Linked DNA regions of Rattus norvegicus: region 2 is linked to region 1. The links are chromatin contacts, called in public Hi-C maps. All regions are on one chromosome and are shown on one strand. Each heading gives the region's core, a stretch centred on a gene start, on an enhancer-like site or on the middle of the called end of the contact. The rest is flanking DNA. Distances are from core to core; before and after follow the strand shown. Region 1 holds the start of Ctdspl (CTD small phosphatase like). Region 2 overlaps Ctdspl (CTD small phosphatase like).

Region 1 (6,740 bases), core at 2,476-4,975:
GCACCCACATGGTGGCTCACAACAATCTGTAACTCCAGTTCCAGGGACTCAAACATGCTCTTCTGACCTCCACGGGCACCAGGCACACGCCCAAGACACGCAGGCAAAACACCCATACACGTGGAATAAAAGTAAATAAAACCTAACAACATGAAAAGTTTGTCCTTTTTTTTTTTTTAATCTTCTCCCAAGTCTTCCGAGAGGACCCGTTTTCTCCAAACATCTGTCCGATTTGGACATTGGAAGTCACTCAGGTGCTTAACAGAAATGATGTGGGAACAGTCGTTCACGGACTTTGTGGTCGGCCTGTTTTCCTCTTCCGAGACTTTCTCGTTCCCATCCCTTGTCTCTTTTCCTAAGGGCTATGTGGCAGGCAGCAAGGCAGGCACGGTTCGCTGACAGGGGGCACTGTTCTCTGTGCCTCACACTATCAATCCAATCAAACACAGCTGGAAGTAATAAGCCAGAGCCACGGGCTGGCCACTGTAACACTCAGCTCTGAGCGGTGCACCATCACACACACACTGCACAGAGAGGCAACCCGGCATCGGACTCCCTCTGCCAAGGTCCTGTGCTGAAGGTGTGTGGAGCATGGTACACTGGTGCACCGGGTGGAGTCCCCAGTGTACCTACGAGACGTTCCTCATCCCTCCCGCCAAACCCAGGAGCGGTCACCGCCGCTCCTATTTTACAGAGTAAATAAGTGAAAGCAAACATTGTAAGACCATCGATCTCTTCCTCACCACAAACACTTCCAACCATCATCGCAGGCCCGATACTTAAGCAAATGACTGTCGTGATTTAAATCACGCAGAACGCGTTCTGCCTATCTGAAGCTATCGGCACACTTAAGCTGGGAGCACAGCTGAACCTGTTTGGTGGTTTATTATTCTAAAGAAGCTGTTTCAAAATTTGATTCTCAGAAATAGGCACGAAGGTGGGAGGAACATGTGTTGGAGGGGGGTGGTAGGGGGAGTTGGGGGTGGACGTGATCCACAGACAGTTCGTATCTGCACTGCTGTCAGAGCGCACACACTTAAAACCCAATTTAAAAAAACGACGACCCTCTGTTATTTTGTTATACTGCAACTGATCAAAATTATATTAACTTTTTGGAGTAAAAAGAAATCTCAGGTAAAGTGGAACTTTAATGCTTTTACTAGCCAAGCACCCCACCCTAGAACAACAGGCGAGGAATTCTCCTACTTGGTTAACAAGTAACCAATCTGACAGTGAAAACAAACGAAACGGGCTGTTAAGGATATGAAAAGCCCCGGCCAGAAAAGCACTGTCAACAAGCTGCACAGGGCCAGTAACATGCACAGGGTTCAGCATTTCCACGGACCTGCTCTGCCTCAGGAATCTGGTCAGTCAGAGCACACGAAAAGCTTGCAAAATTACCCACTCCCAAGGTGAGGGGAGGGCAGCAAGAGAGACCAGGTCCTGACAAGTATCCCCTAGCTTCCTGCCACATCCCTTCCACCAAGAACCGAGCTTTCGGCCGCATAAAGCCCACAGTAGAGGAGAATGCTGGGTTCACCAAACTTTCTTGAAGCTACCTTTTAAACACCCTCTGTGAGGGGACATGTCCAGCTAGGGCCCCAAGAGCTCAGGTCCTTATAGTGGGAAAGCTAGGCCAGAGAGGTGCTCTCTACTTAGGCCCCAGGAAGTCGGGGGATTCACTCCCTGCCCTCTCGAAGGTTTTTAGAGCTCGTTTATAGGGTATAGAAGACTGGGGGGGGGGGGGTGTTGAATCCTTTATTTTACATTTAGAAACCAGCTTGTAGACAAAGGCAGTGTTTACAGTCTACAGAGTGAAACAGGACAGGACGGCAGAGGGGACCTGGGGAAAGTTTCTGTGTTTTCCTGCTGACCATGCCCAGGGGTTAGGGGTCGAGCGTGGGCAGTGGTGGTGGACTGCTCCTCCCATCCTCATCCTACTTCCCCGGAGGGCTGCAGTCCTCACTGCACAAGCACAGAGGGCGGAGGCCTGTGGAAAGAAACCTGACTCTTCCAGTGCCTGCTGTGGCCAGCCCAGGGCTTGGAGGGGACAAGCAGGTCCTCAGGGAGTGGAGGGGGACTTAGATGTTTGTACTACACATGGCAGAAGGACTGTGAAGCAAGAGTCAGTTGCCAGAGCAAACCAAGTCAGATTGGTTAGCTTTTCAAAACAATCTGTCCAGCTAGCAGGACACAGTGACTCCAGGCACTTGTGTGAAGACGTCAGTTCTCTGAGGGGTCAGCATACCAAGAAAGAGCAAAAAGTAAACAGAGGTAGGGATCGGTGCCAGAATACACCCACAAACAAACCAGGTGCAGCATGGAACTGCCTGATTAGCCCCTGACCAGCTACCCAAAAGGGCACAGCTCTAACACACTAAGAGTTTGCCAAGTGAAGTGTGGAGCTCCTCGAAACCCACAGGAGGCCCGAGATGCCAGGCGGTAGAGTTCCTGACAGGCTGGTTGGTGCTGGGAGATGAGCTAAAAAGGAAGTGTGCGTGTGTGTGTGTGTGTGTGTGTGTGTGTGTGTGTGTGTGTGTGTGTGGTGGGGTCAGGGCTGCTTCTCACCTCTCTTCTCCTCCATGTGCACAACCAACTAAATATTCTCCAAGACATGGCCTCTCCGTGCTACGCACAATCAGGCACACGCATGTGTGCATTTGTGTACACACAGGATCTTGGTCAAAGGCAGACATGCGCACACACACCCTAACAGTAGAGAGACACAATACAATCTGACAGTTGGATAGTGGAGGGACGGACGGACGGACACACACACACACACACACACACACCCCTCCTCAGGAGTGAACACACACATACAAGGTCCACAGGCTCAGGCTCTGCACACTGTTCGTTCACCACCTCTCAGAGGCATACAGACCTCCACCTAAGTCCACAAACTCACAGCCTGTCAGGAACGCACACAATCTGCTAGAAGCACACACGCCCTTACAATCTCTCAGTTGGCCTGCACATACACGTAGGTGTACACACAACCTGTCACACGTACTGCATGCACACTTAAAACAGCTCCATGCAGTGCACACATCCGATCCCAACTTCTCAGCCGCTCATGCACACTCACAGGAGCTCAGCTGGCACAGGCACCCTCGCAGCCTCCCTCTGCTCCAGGCGCACCCCACACCCACGCACCCTCTTGGCCCGGTACACCCCTCCCCCACGCTCGTGCGGGCACACACCGAGAACTCCGGAGACACGGGGTGCACTCACGCCCCCCGCGGCAGCTGCCCGTGCCCCCTCCTCACCTTTTTCGCCCGCGACGGGCGACCGGGCCTCATCTTCCTTGGGGTTGGTCACCTGGGTGATGATGGCCGGACCGTCCATGGGTGCGCGCCGCGCCGGCCGCCCGCAGGCCCGGCCCCCCGCAAGCTAGGCGCGGGGGGCGCGCGGAGGCGCGGCGTAGGGGGCGCGCAGGGGCGCGGCGCGGTGGGGCGCTCGCCGCCGCTGCCGGGGCGCGCCCGCCGCCCGGCCCCGCGCTCCGAGAGAGGCGGCCGGGGCCCGCGCCCCAGCTCCCGCCGCCGCCGCCGCCGCCGCCGCCGCTGGGCTGAAGCGGCCGCCGCCTCGTCAGCATGAACCCCGGAGCCGCGCCCGGGAGAGCCGCGCTCGGAGAGGCGGAGCGGGAGGCCCGGCGCCGCGGGAAGCGCGAGCGGGCGACGGAGAGAAGGAGCGAGCGCGGAGCTAGGGCGGGAGGGCGGGAGAGAGGGAGCGCGAGGGGGAGGGAAGGAGGAAAGCGAGGAGGGCGGGCGGGTGGGTGTGTCCCGGCCCGAGGACTGGCCTCCACCGCCGCCGGCGCTGCCCGCCCGCCCGCCGCCCGCCGCCCGCCGGGGAGAGGGGTGCGGGGCCGAGTCGGGGGCTCAGCGTGCGGGGTGTGGTCTGGGGCGGTGGCGCGCGCGCGCGGGGCACAGGGGCCCTCAGGGTAGGTGGGAGGGTGCAGTGGAGCCTGGGAGATGGAGCAAGCTCAGCGATCGAGGTGTGGGCCGCGCGGCGCCGAATGGATGCGCGGGGAGTGCCCGGCGGAGGCCCGGGGTGCAGCGGGATCGCCGGCCGAGGCCCGGGGAGATTTATTCACCCCGAGGCCAGACACCGTGAGAGACGTTTGCAATCGGTAGTAGGTTCCGGGTGAGGGACGTCCTGACGTTCGAACTAGGAATGGAGGGTTCCGCAGGAGAACAGGGAGCCAGGCTGAAGAGGGGCTCCAGCACGGAGTTGGGGTGATGTAGAGCTAGGATGTGCGGTGAGCCGTAGGGGATGCCGGGCCCGGGAGTGAGGAACGGGGTGAGAGGTGCGCGGAGTCTGCAGACCCGGCTCGCATTGTGTTGTCCGCATAAGCAACCGGGGTGAGAGTCGGTGTGCAGAACAGTGAGTCCTCGAGACTAGACCTCTTGGCACGTGATACTATGGGCACCTCTGCGAGGGGTTCGGCTGCTTGGGGACAGAAAAGAGGTTGTGGGTGGCTGATGAGATGGAAAGGGGGGCCTGTAGGAGCAGAGTTGGGCCAGGACTCAAGTACATGAGCATCAGGCTGTTGTCAGGTCTGGGGTGCCAGCCAAAGCATGGGTGTGAGCAAGTGCCCACCAGCTTCGGAGAGTCTGAGCCTTTTGGCACCCGCACCTCCTTGCTCCAACTTGCAGGCCCGACTTGCAGCGCTGTCAACCGGTGGGCGGGGGCAGTGCTGCAGGGGGGCGGGCCGCGAGTGCTCGCGCGCGCTCCTCACCAATTACCGCTGTGTGGGCGGAGCTGAAGCTCGTGACGGACAGACGGGCTGGAGATGAAAACCTGACTCCGCCCATTCGCCTGTCTGCGCGCGCATTTGCCCCTACTTCCCCCAATCCCCTCTCCCCCGGTGGTTTTTAAGAGGGAAGGCCTGCGGGAACTTCCCTACTTTTCTACGTGGGTGCAATCCCGAAGCTGGCACCATTCAAGCCGCATGTTCACCGGTGAGCGTCTGCAAAGTTGGAAAGAAACTTCCAGAAGCGCCTCTGTTTGAGGCGAGCCCACAGACGGGTGAAGTCTATGGCGCCCCATTGTGGGAGACTGACCCGGGGCCGGACTCCCTCCGTCTCTGCAGAGGAGCAGTTATTTAAGGGAATTAGACAAGAAGTAAGCGTTTTTGTTCTCAAACTCAAGACCTCAAGTGGCATCCTGGTACTACTGTGCGTGGAGAAGACGTCCCAGCTGCCCCTGGAGTGCGCTCACCCAGGAGTATCTGCCCTTCTCGAAGCACCTTAGGGATCCCCAGGATATCCTGGGGACCAAACCGCGAAGTGTCCGTTTGATTAGGAATGCAAGCTGTACCAAGTAGCCCACCCGCCAGGACATGACCTCGAAGGTCCAGACTGGCACCCGAGCTTTGCCTTGTCTCAACTTGTCTAATGTCTGTCACACATTCTGAGGATGTGCCTGGAGTATCTGGACTCACCTGGTCACGAGTTTAAGCCCTGGATTCCTTTGTCTAAGGGAAGCGGGTGGGAGGACTTCCAAGGACTGTTCTTGTGGAAAAGGGGCCATCACAGAACGGTTTTCATACATCGAGCCTCCAGCAGCTGCGATGCCATGGGACCCTCCAGTAACAAATTCTTGCCTTACCAGCACCCTCTATCCTTCTCAGCTTCCTGAAATCACCTCTAGTCTCCCAGCGCCAACTCCACCCATTCGCCCTTCGTTTCTTTTTTTCTTTTTCTTTTTCTTTTTCTTTTCTTCGGAGCTGGGGACGGAACCCAGGGCTTTGCACTTGCTAGGCAAGCGCTCTACCACTGAGCTAAATCCCCAACCCCTCGTTTCTTTGTAAATATAAATTCGTACACATTTCATATATGTATACACTATATTTTGATCAGTTCACCCCTCAGCTCCCCTCAGCAGCTGCCACATTGCATCCCCCGCCCCATTTCATGTTCTCTTTTATAATTATTTGTTTATTTGACCTACTAATTAATTACAATTAGCCTGAGCACATAGGGATGGGGTCATTCACTCAGCCATGGACAAGTAAACTGGGGGTGGGACCGCCGAAGGCCCGCCCCACTCACTGCTGGAAATATCACCTGTTCTGGTCTCTGTGCAGGCAACCACAGCTTCTGTGGTACCATGGAAAACGGAAATGTAACACAGCACTCTCCCTCCATCCTTCTGCTTTTACAATTTCTGCCTCCTTTTCCACATGTTTGCTGAGCTCAGGTTGGTAGAAGGGGCCCGTGTAGGGCCGAGCATGCGCAGTTGGTTAGTTGTTCCGCCATGTCTATAAGATGAATTAAATATTAACAATAGCAACTACATACAAATAAACGTGGGCAAATGCTTTTGCTCTTGAAAGGAAAGGATCTAAGAGTGGCAAATACTTGAGAGATGACAAAATATAAAATGGCTACATTTGGGTGTCTCTGCCCACTTAGCAAGCATTCCTTGAGCGCCTTATCTTTGTTAGGCGTTGGGGATTATGGCGCTGAGCTCCCCTAGTCTCCCCACAGATCAAGCATGACTTGTGGCTGTTCCTAGGGAGGCCTTTAGGTCTCCAAGTATTGGAGTATTGTTGCTCTTTGAGATTTGAAGAAAGCATCTCCGGTATCCAGAGGACAGGTTGAAGCCATTGGAGGTCAACCACATTAAGGCTCAGATGCTGAAACAGTTAAAAGGATGGGTAGAAGTCATGTTTCCCATACTGCTGTGTGATGTATGCCATCACATAGTACTCTTGGGCCACTGATAGAAAAACAACG
Region 2 (7,298 bases), core at 2,327-4,826, 82 kb before region 1:
TAGGACAGGCTTGCCTTAAACCTGTGGCAATCCGCTTGCCTCAGCCTCTCCAGGACAAACGTGTGTGTCACCAAGACAGGGAGGGATGGCTTCTGAGAAGGGATGAGGGCTCTATAAATTGTTATGGAGAGAGCAGGGGGAGGAAGGGAACAGTGGTCTGGGCAGGGTTTAGTGAGAGAGAGCGCACCAGGTATCAGAGTAATGACTGCCCGGAGGGCTGGGGAGAAAGGCCTGCTCTGCAAGAATAGGGATTGGAGGTGGGATCCCAGTGCCCACAGACACACTGGAAGGCAGAGGCTACCTTGGACCATGCCCCTGGCTCAATGAGGTGGAAGGAGTGAAGCAGCTAGTTCCTCTCTGACCTTTACACATGCTGCAGGCCACACAGCATCCTGGTCCCCATTGAAAAGTGCTGTTGGGCTGGGGAGGTTGCTAAGTTGCTAAGGTGACTGCTTTGTGGTCATGGGTCCATAAGTGTGGACCCCCAGCACCTAGCTAAAAACCCAGGTGTGGTGGTGCGAGCGTGTACTCCCCACACTGGGGGTGGGGGTTGGGGGAGAGGCAGGAGGAGGCCTGGGTCTGGCCAAATTGGCGAGCTCTAGGTTCAGTAAGAGACTCTTGTGAAACAAACAGGCTGGAAAACTGGTTGAGGAGGATGGTGGATGTTGACCTCTGACCCGCACACACGGACACACTCGTGAATGTGTAAGACACACTCGTGAATGTGTAAGTGCAAGTGCAGAAAACAGATAAACAGTAAACCTCCTTCAAACACTTGTCAGGTACAGGAAGGAGGGAGCCCCAGTCTCAGTCCTTACTTGTCAGCTGCATGACTTCATCCACTTAAAGAGCTAATACCAGGCAAAGAATGGCAGCTCCCACCGAGCTGTGCCTGAGACAAAAACATGTGTGTTCGTGTAAGTGAAAAAAAAACTCACCGGCAGCTTAAAATGGAATAAAAATAGCAGCTGACCTGGGCCGTATAGGGTCTCACTGTGCACTGTGAGAATTCAGCTTGTACCCAGACGACTGTGCTCATGGAGACAGCCTGGCTTTATGAGAAAACATGTAGGCAGACCCATTTTGGTTTGGGTGATGCAGATTCCAAAGTTAGAACAGTAAGTGGCCCCTTCGAGCTTTACCTCCAGTGCAGAGAACATTTCTGTGCACGCAAACACCAGTACAGAAGGCAGCGAGTTGAGCCCTTCTGCTTGCATGAGGCTTCGAGTCGGGCCTCACCTCAGGTCCTTTCTAGGAAACCACGTATGAAGTAGTGTTGCAATCATGGCATCCCTGGAGTGCCCACGAGGAGCTTCACCATGGCTGGCCATGGGGTCGGCGCTCCAGAGTCCCAACAAGACTAGTCTGAAGAGTACGTGACTAGGATCTTGGCTGAGTTTATGCCCACGGGGGAGGCTACAGTGGAGTGGCGTCTACACTGGGGGAGGGCAATTTCGGTCAGCGTTTTATGTTTCCTGATCCTCTGGTGTCCTTACAGTTTCCAGAAATGTTGAAATGTCCCCAGACCAGCCACATGCCACGTAACCACAGACCTTTCATTTTCTGTAGACTGGATCTGGCTGACAGTCAGGATGTGAGAAGTTTTGGGACCACCCACCCTGGCTCTGGGACCTAACCCTTTGCAGTCTTCGCTCACGCAGACTTTGTGTGCTCACCACCCTGTGTGGCTACCACATGGCTTTGTTCCATCCTCCCCTCCTCTCTGACTCGCACGTCTTAGCCGCCATCCCTCTGCACCGCTGAGGGACAGTTTGAGGGGGTGCAACCGCAGAACGACTGTTGATTGACAGGTTCTGGGAGGAAGGGACTCACTGTCTTCAGTTGTGACCTCACCAGGTCCTGACGGACAGTTACAAACCCACGGTCCTACAGGTGACGCTCGCTTGTCTCAGTGGGTCACAGAACCAGATGAACAGACATGAACATGAGAGGCTTTGGGGCGGACAGGGGCCTAGGGAGATTGGGGTGAATTTGTCTGAGGACAAATTTAATTACAAATAAAGAGTTTGGGACAACTAGCAGCATCTGACTTCGCTACTTGATGTAATCACCTCCAACGTTAAGTTCCTTCCCGTGAGAGACATCTTAGCAGCCAAACACAGGTCTCCTTTTAGTTCCCATGACATGAGGCTTGCCTCTATCTGGCACAGGGGCTATATCTCCCAGGACAGCACGGTCCAGAGAAGAGTAACATTACTGTCAAAGTGCGTTCAGTCAAGCTAACTGCAGACTGGCCTAAGTCTATCCGTGGCATTTAGCAAGGAGCTCTGAGGTAATCTTTTTCTCCTCCTCCTCCTCCTCTTCCTCCTCCTCCTCCTCCTCCTCTTCCTCCTCCTCTTCTTCCTCCTCTTCCTCTTCTTCTTCTTCTTTTTTCTTTTTTTTGGAGCTGGGGACCGAACCCAGGGCCTTGCGCTTGCTAGGCAAGTGCTCTACCGCTGAGCTAAATCCCCAACCCCGCTCTGAGGTAATCTTAACAAAAGTCTCTGTGCCCTCGCAGCGGAGCACCTCCAGTATCTACCCTTCCTCACGGGATGGCTTAGAACTCTGGCCTGTCTTCATCAAGAATCCTGCTGGGGTGGGTGAGAGGTGGATGAACTGGGGCCAAGCCTGAGCTGAGCTCATGCCCAGAAAGTACCTGATGGAAGGAAAGAGCTGGCTTCTCCAAGTTGTCCTCTGACCCCCCATGCCTGTGCGATGGCCCCTCCCTACCCACACACATATGAAGAATCCTGGTAGCTAGTTCGGCGGGAATCCTCCTAACTCCCGATGTCTCTTCCCATTAACTGTCTACCCACTGACCTCCACTCCGCCTGGCTGTGAACACCACTTGTCCATGTTGTGTTCACACTTCACCGAGGCTCTACACTCAAGTCTCATCCCCCATTGTACCCATCTAGAGGGCGATCTCTTTGCTATTTTAACTATTAGCCAGTTCCGGTTTCCTCCAACAAGGTACCGCTTTGACCGTCGATGTGACAGAGCACCCCAAACTGCTCTCACGAAAAAGTGAGTCTTCTTATTATCAAACCTAAGTAATCTGGGTCTGGGAATGGGGGCCGGGTGGCTCAGTGGGTAAGAGCAATCGCTGGGCGGGCCTGAGGGCGTGAGCTCACATGCCTAGCACCCGTTTCAAAAGCAACCGTAACTCCAGCCCTAGGAGGGATGGCGACTGGGTGCTTGCTGAGGCTTGCTGCTGATGTTCTCCTCAGGGGAGGCGCATGTACCTGCATACCCCATACCCCACCCCCCCACCACACGCACAAGAGCGGTCCACAGATCTAGATCAATACAACATTCCTGTGGCTGTTCGTGCTGCTACAGCTTCGGAACGAAACATCAGATGTGCCTTACGTTAGCGCTATGGCTTCACTCAGAGGAGTGCTGGAGCAGAGCGCACTAATTACTATCTTAAAGAAACCGGTACTGCTGAACTGGCAACTACATCCCACTGGGGAAAGCCAAACACCCTCTAAAGAGGAGGGTGAGGCGAGCCCTTTCCGCTGGAGGCCAAGGCAGAAATGAATGCACCATTTCTTCCCTCCTAGAATGGGCTCCTATCTCTGGACCTCCTCCCAGGCCATGGTCTGGAATGGGTGTCTAACAGGAAATTCTGGGCAGTGTACACATACGTTACATTCCTTTCCCATCCCAGAAGCGGCAGTCAACAAACGCAGCTTCCCTTCTTGTTGGAATAAAATGGGAGTGTTCGGAGAGGAGAGGGGCCAGGCTACAGACCACAGAGTTTAAAAGATTTAGTTCCAGATATCCAATCTGGCCCTTATTTTATTTCCAGGAGATAAACTTCCCTGAGGAATCCAGGGGACAGTCTGGAGGAGCTATGGGATGAAAATGTTGACCACGGCTCTTCTCAGTGAGTGGACCACTTCCTTCACCGTGACAGCAGTGCTTCCCTGTCCCAACTTAAGTTTGTGGAGTGCGTTTGTATGAAGTCCTTAATAGCAGTCATGTCTGCTCTTCAAGGTGTGTGGTACAATCATAGCCGGCCCATGTCCCCATGAGAAAGCAGAGACTCCCAGACACCCAGGTTCCTGGTGTGCTCCCTGGCCTTGCCTAGTGCGCTCCCTGCATGTTGGGTCTTCTTTCCAGAGAATCTGAGCCCTTAATTCACTTTAGAGTCACCCTTGAACCACAATGGGGAGCCAGGAAGGCACAGAGTGGGCAGAACTGAGTCCTCCCTGTCTGTACCCAAGCACAAGCCTCTCAGGGACCATGCCTATGAACCCCCACTCTTCCTCATCTGAGCACTTTCTGGGTCCCCGTGACCAGGGACTGGTTAAACAAGCCAGGCATGTGTGAGGCTGGGATCCGAGTTCTGAGCCACGGCCACACAGTGGTTTTATTTACACCGAGAGCCACGGCAGCAACGCAAAGGATTGAAGCACGGAAGAGAAGCGCAGGTTAAAATTTAACAGTAATCGAATCAACGGTGTTAATGAAAAAAGGAAGCCCAACTTTTGCGCTTATCAATGGAGCAAACCGGAGCGCTCCGGTGAAGGGACGTGAAGCTTGTGGGGCTCTGGCCTCACTCAGACACTGCCCACTCCGTAGCTGGCAACAACCATTTGAGAGGCAGAACAGAAGCATGGCATGCGACGGGAGGTGTTTGTGATAATTAGTTTAACTGCCAACTTGACACAAGATGGGTGGGAAGAGAGTCTCAGGGAAGGGCTGTCTGGCCAGGCTGGCCCGTGGGCATGTCTGGGGGGCGGGGTTGTCTTGATTGTCTTAATGGATGTGGGGAGACCCAGCCTGAAAGCGAGGAACACAGCTCTCCGATGTTGGACCCTGAACCGTGTAAGGGGAGAGCGAGCTAGTTGAGCACAGCACACATGCCTCCTCCTCTCCCCTCTGGACTGCCTGTGACCGGTTCTAACTTCCTGCACTTTGACGGACCTGGACCGCACTGTGAGCTAAAATAAGCCCTTTCTCCCGTGAGTTGCTTTCCATCACGGTGTTCACCATGGCAACAGAAATGGAGCTAGACAGGATAAATGCAAGCAATGTGGATGATGGAGGGGCAGAAGGGCTGTTGCTGTAGCGGTTAGTCATGACGATGGCAGCTACAAGCGGGTGCTGTGTGTTCAGGAGCGGACCTTCTCCCATGGGACACGTGTGGTTAGCACAGACGACCGTCTTAGACCTGTTCCAGTCCTGCCTATATCAGCGGTGTGGGCTGAATAAACTCTGGAAGGTGGGGTGTGGGCCCTTACCAATCTCGTTCCTGGGCCTAGAAATGCCGGTGTACCACAGGCCTGCCAAAGGAGACTCGGAATTGGTCATTCTCAAGGCTGGGATAGAGAAGCCTAACCAAGGCAACTGAAGGGAGGGGGTGTTCATTCGGGCTTCAGTTTCAGAGGGGTAAGGGTCTCTGATGGCGGAGCAAAGACACGGTAGCCGGAGCAGGAAGCTAATGGTCCACATCTTCCAACCACAAACACGAAGGAAACAGTGAAGGCCAAGTGTCCTGAGGAGTTTAGCTGTGGGCCTCACCTCAGGTCCCTCCCTGACAGTGATATTTCTTCAGTGAGGTTGTATCCTCTAAACCTCCCCAAACAAGTGTTCAAAAGCCCGAGACTACGGGCGACACTCACAGATGTTAGTGATCAGATCAATAAGCAGAAGGATGGAAGTGACTCTAAAATTAATAACACAGTGCTCCTGCCGACTGCCGGGGACGAGCTGGATCAAACAGTACCCACTGGGCCATCTCTCCAGCCCCTCACACAAGCTACTAAGTCCAAACTAAAATAACACACACACGCACACACACGCACGCATGCACGCACACACACACGTGCACACACACATACATGCACACACACACGCATGCACACACATGCACACATACGCATGCACACACACAGACACACACACACAGACACACACACACACACACGGTTCTTTTCTACCCGAGAGATGTGTGTACGTGTGTGTATGTGTAGTATCTATCTATCTATCTATCTATCTATCTATCTATCTATCTACTATCTACTGTCTATCTATCATCTATATATCATCAATCTAATCTATCAATACACATCTGTTTGATCTACCTATCTATCTATCTATCTATCTATCTATCTATCTATCTATCTATGCTTTTTGAACTCACAGAGATCTACCTACCTCTGCCCTCTGAGTGCTGGGATCAGAGGTGTGTGACACCACGCCTTGCCCTGCTAGTACTTTTTTAAAGCAAACATTTCCTTGTCCGTGGTTTCCTCTGTTTCTCGGGATACACTAAGGAGCCATTTCCTCCTAAATGGTCCACCCTTCGTCATCCTGGTCCTCTGTCCCTTATGCAACCCTAATCTATTCCCCTCCGCTGCCAGTAACGTGCAGTCTCGTGGGCAGCTTTATGGTTTTGAACTTAATAGCAGTGCCCCCCTCCCAAATGTTTATTTGAAAACGTCTTGGCCGGCCCAAACTTCCATACTTCCAGACAAATGTCAGAGTTACTTACATAATTCTAAAACAAAATAGCTCTGGGGATTACTTGCCTTCATTTAATAAAATTTATATCCGCCGATGATTCAAGTTAATTGCACTTGAAGTTATAAACAAAGGTTAAAGTTTAAAAAAAATCAATTTTGTTGTATTATGCTTAAAGACTGCCAAGATTGTACAGCCCGGTCTACTGGCCTAAAATAGACCCATTGATAACTGGGCTATGTGCTCTGTAATCTCCATGGTAACCACAAACAATACTTACAGAAGAGAAACTAAGGAAACAGAAAGGAGTCGAGGCCTGTCACCACACCAAATGACCAATGAGACGCAGAGACAGAAAGAAGTGGAAGGAATGAACTTATGTGGCGTAGAAAACAAGAAACTGGTAACAATTCTTTCTACCGATAATCACTTCAAGCACTTAGATTAAACTCCAATAGCAATACACAAAGGGGCTGACCTTAGAAAAATCAAGATCCAGAGTCCTTAGAAGGGCACAGTCTGGCTAAGAGCCCAAGGACAGGAGGATATGTCCATCCCCCTCCCCCGACCCCATGCAAGCAGGGACAAACCACAGTGGAGCTGACAACACAGACCTAAGAGCTGTCACAGGAGACAGATGGTGTCATGGGATCAAGGGCATTGAGGAGATGGCTCAGTGGGAGACGGCTTATCGTGCAAGCATCAGAACTGAATTCCCAGCACACACATAAAGAGCTGGGATTGGCAGAGCCTCTAAGTAACACCAACACTTAGGGGTCAGAAATGGGTGGAGCCTGGGGCTTATTGGCCAGCCAGCCTGGGCC

The links. Hi-C and Micro-C count contacts between places; a contact is called where the count stands out from the background.
Region 2: a contact with region 1 is called in a Hi-C map of liver, with 2.3 times the contacts expected there. The contact joins the enhancer-like site here to the promoter of Ctdspl in region 1. A contact is called at or near these places in 3 of 12 Hi-C or Micro-C datasets (frontal cortex, liver and mammary epithelial cells).

Annotation. Positions count from the first base shown.
Region 1 is chr8:127,517,484-127,524,223 of GRCr8, reverse strand. It overlaps Ctdspl (CTD small phosphatase like), which reads right to left and starts at 3,725. Exons shown (of 8, transcript NM_001395740.1): 1 at 3,270-3,725. The coding sequence starts at 3,348.
Region 2 is chr8:127,598,334-127,605,631 of GRCr8, reverse strand. The region is part of intron 1 of Ctdspl (CTD small phosphatase like); the gene reads right to left. Among named protein-coding and RNA genes, the nearest start is that of Trnag-acc3, 14 kb to the left of the region's middle. Within about 2 kb of position 3,576, at least 10 of the 93 cell types and tissues checked have an H3K27ac peak or open chromatin away from gene starts, as enhancers often do. A contact at or near this core is called in liver, where this site is marked.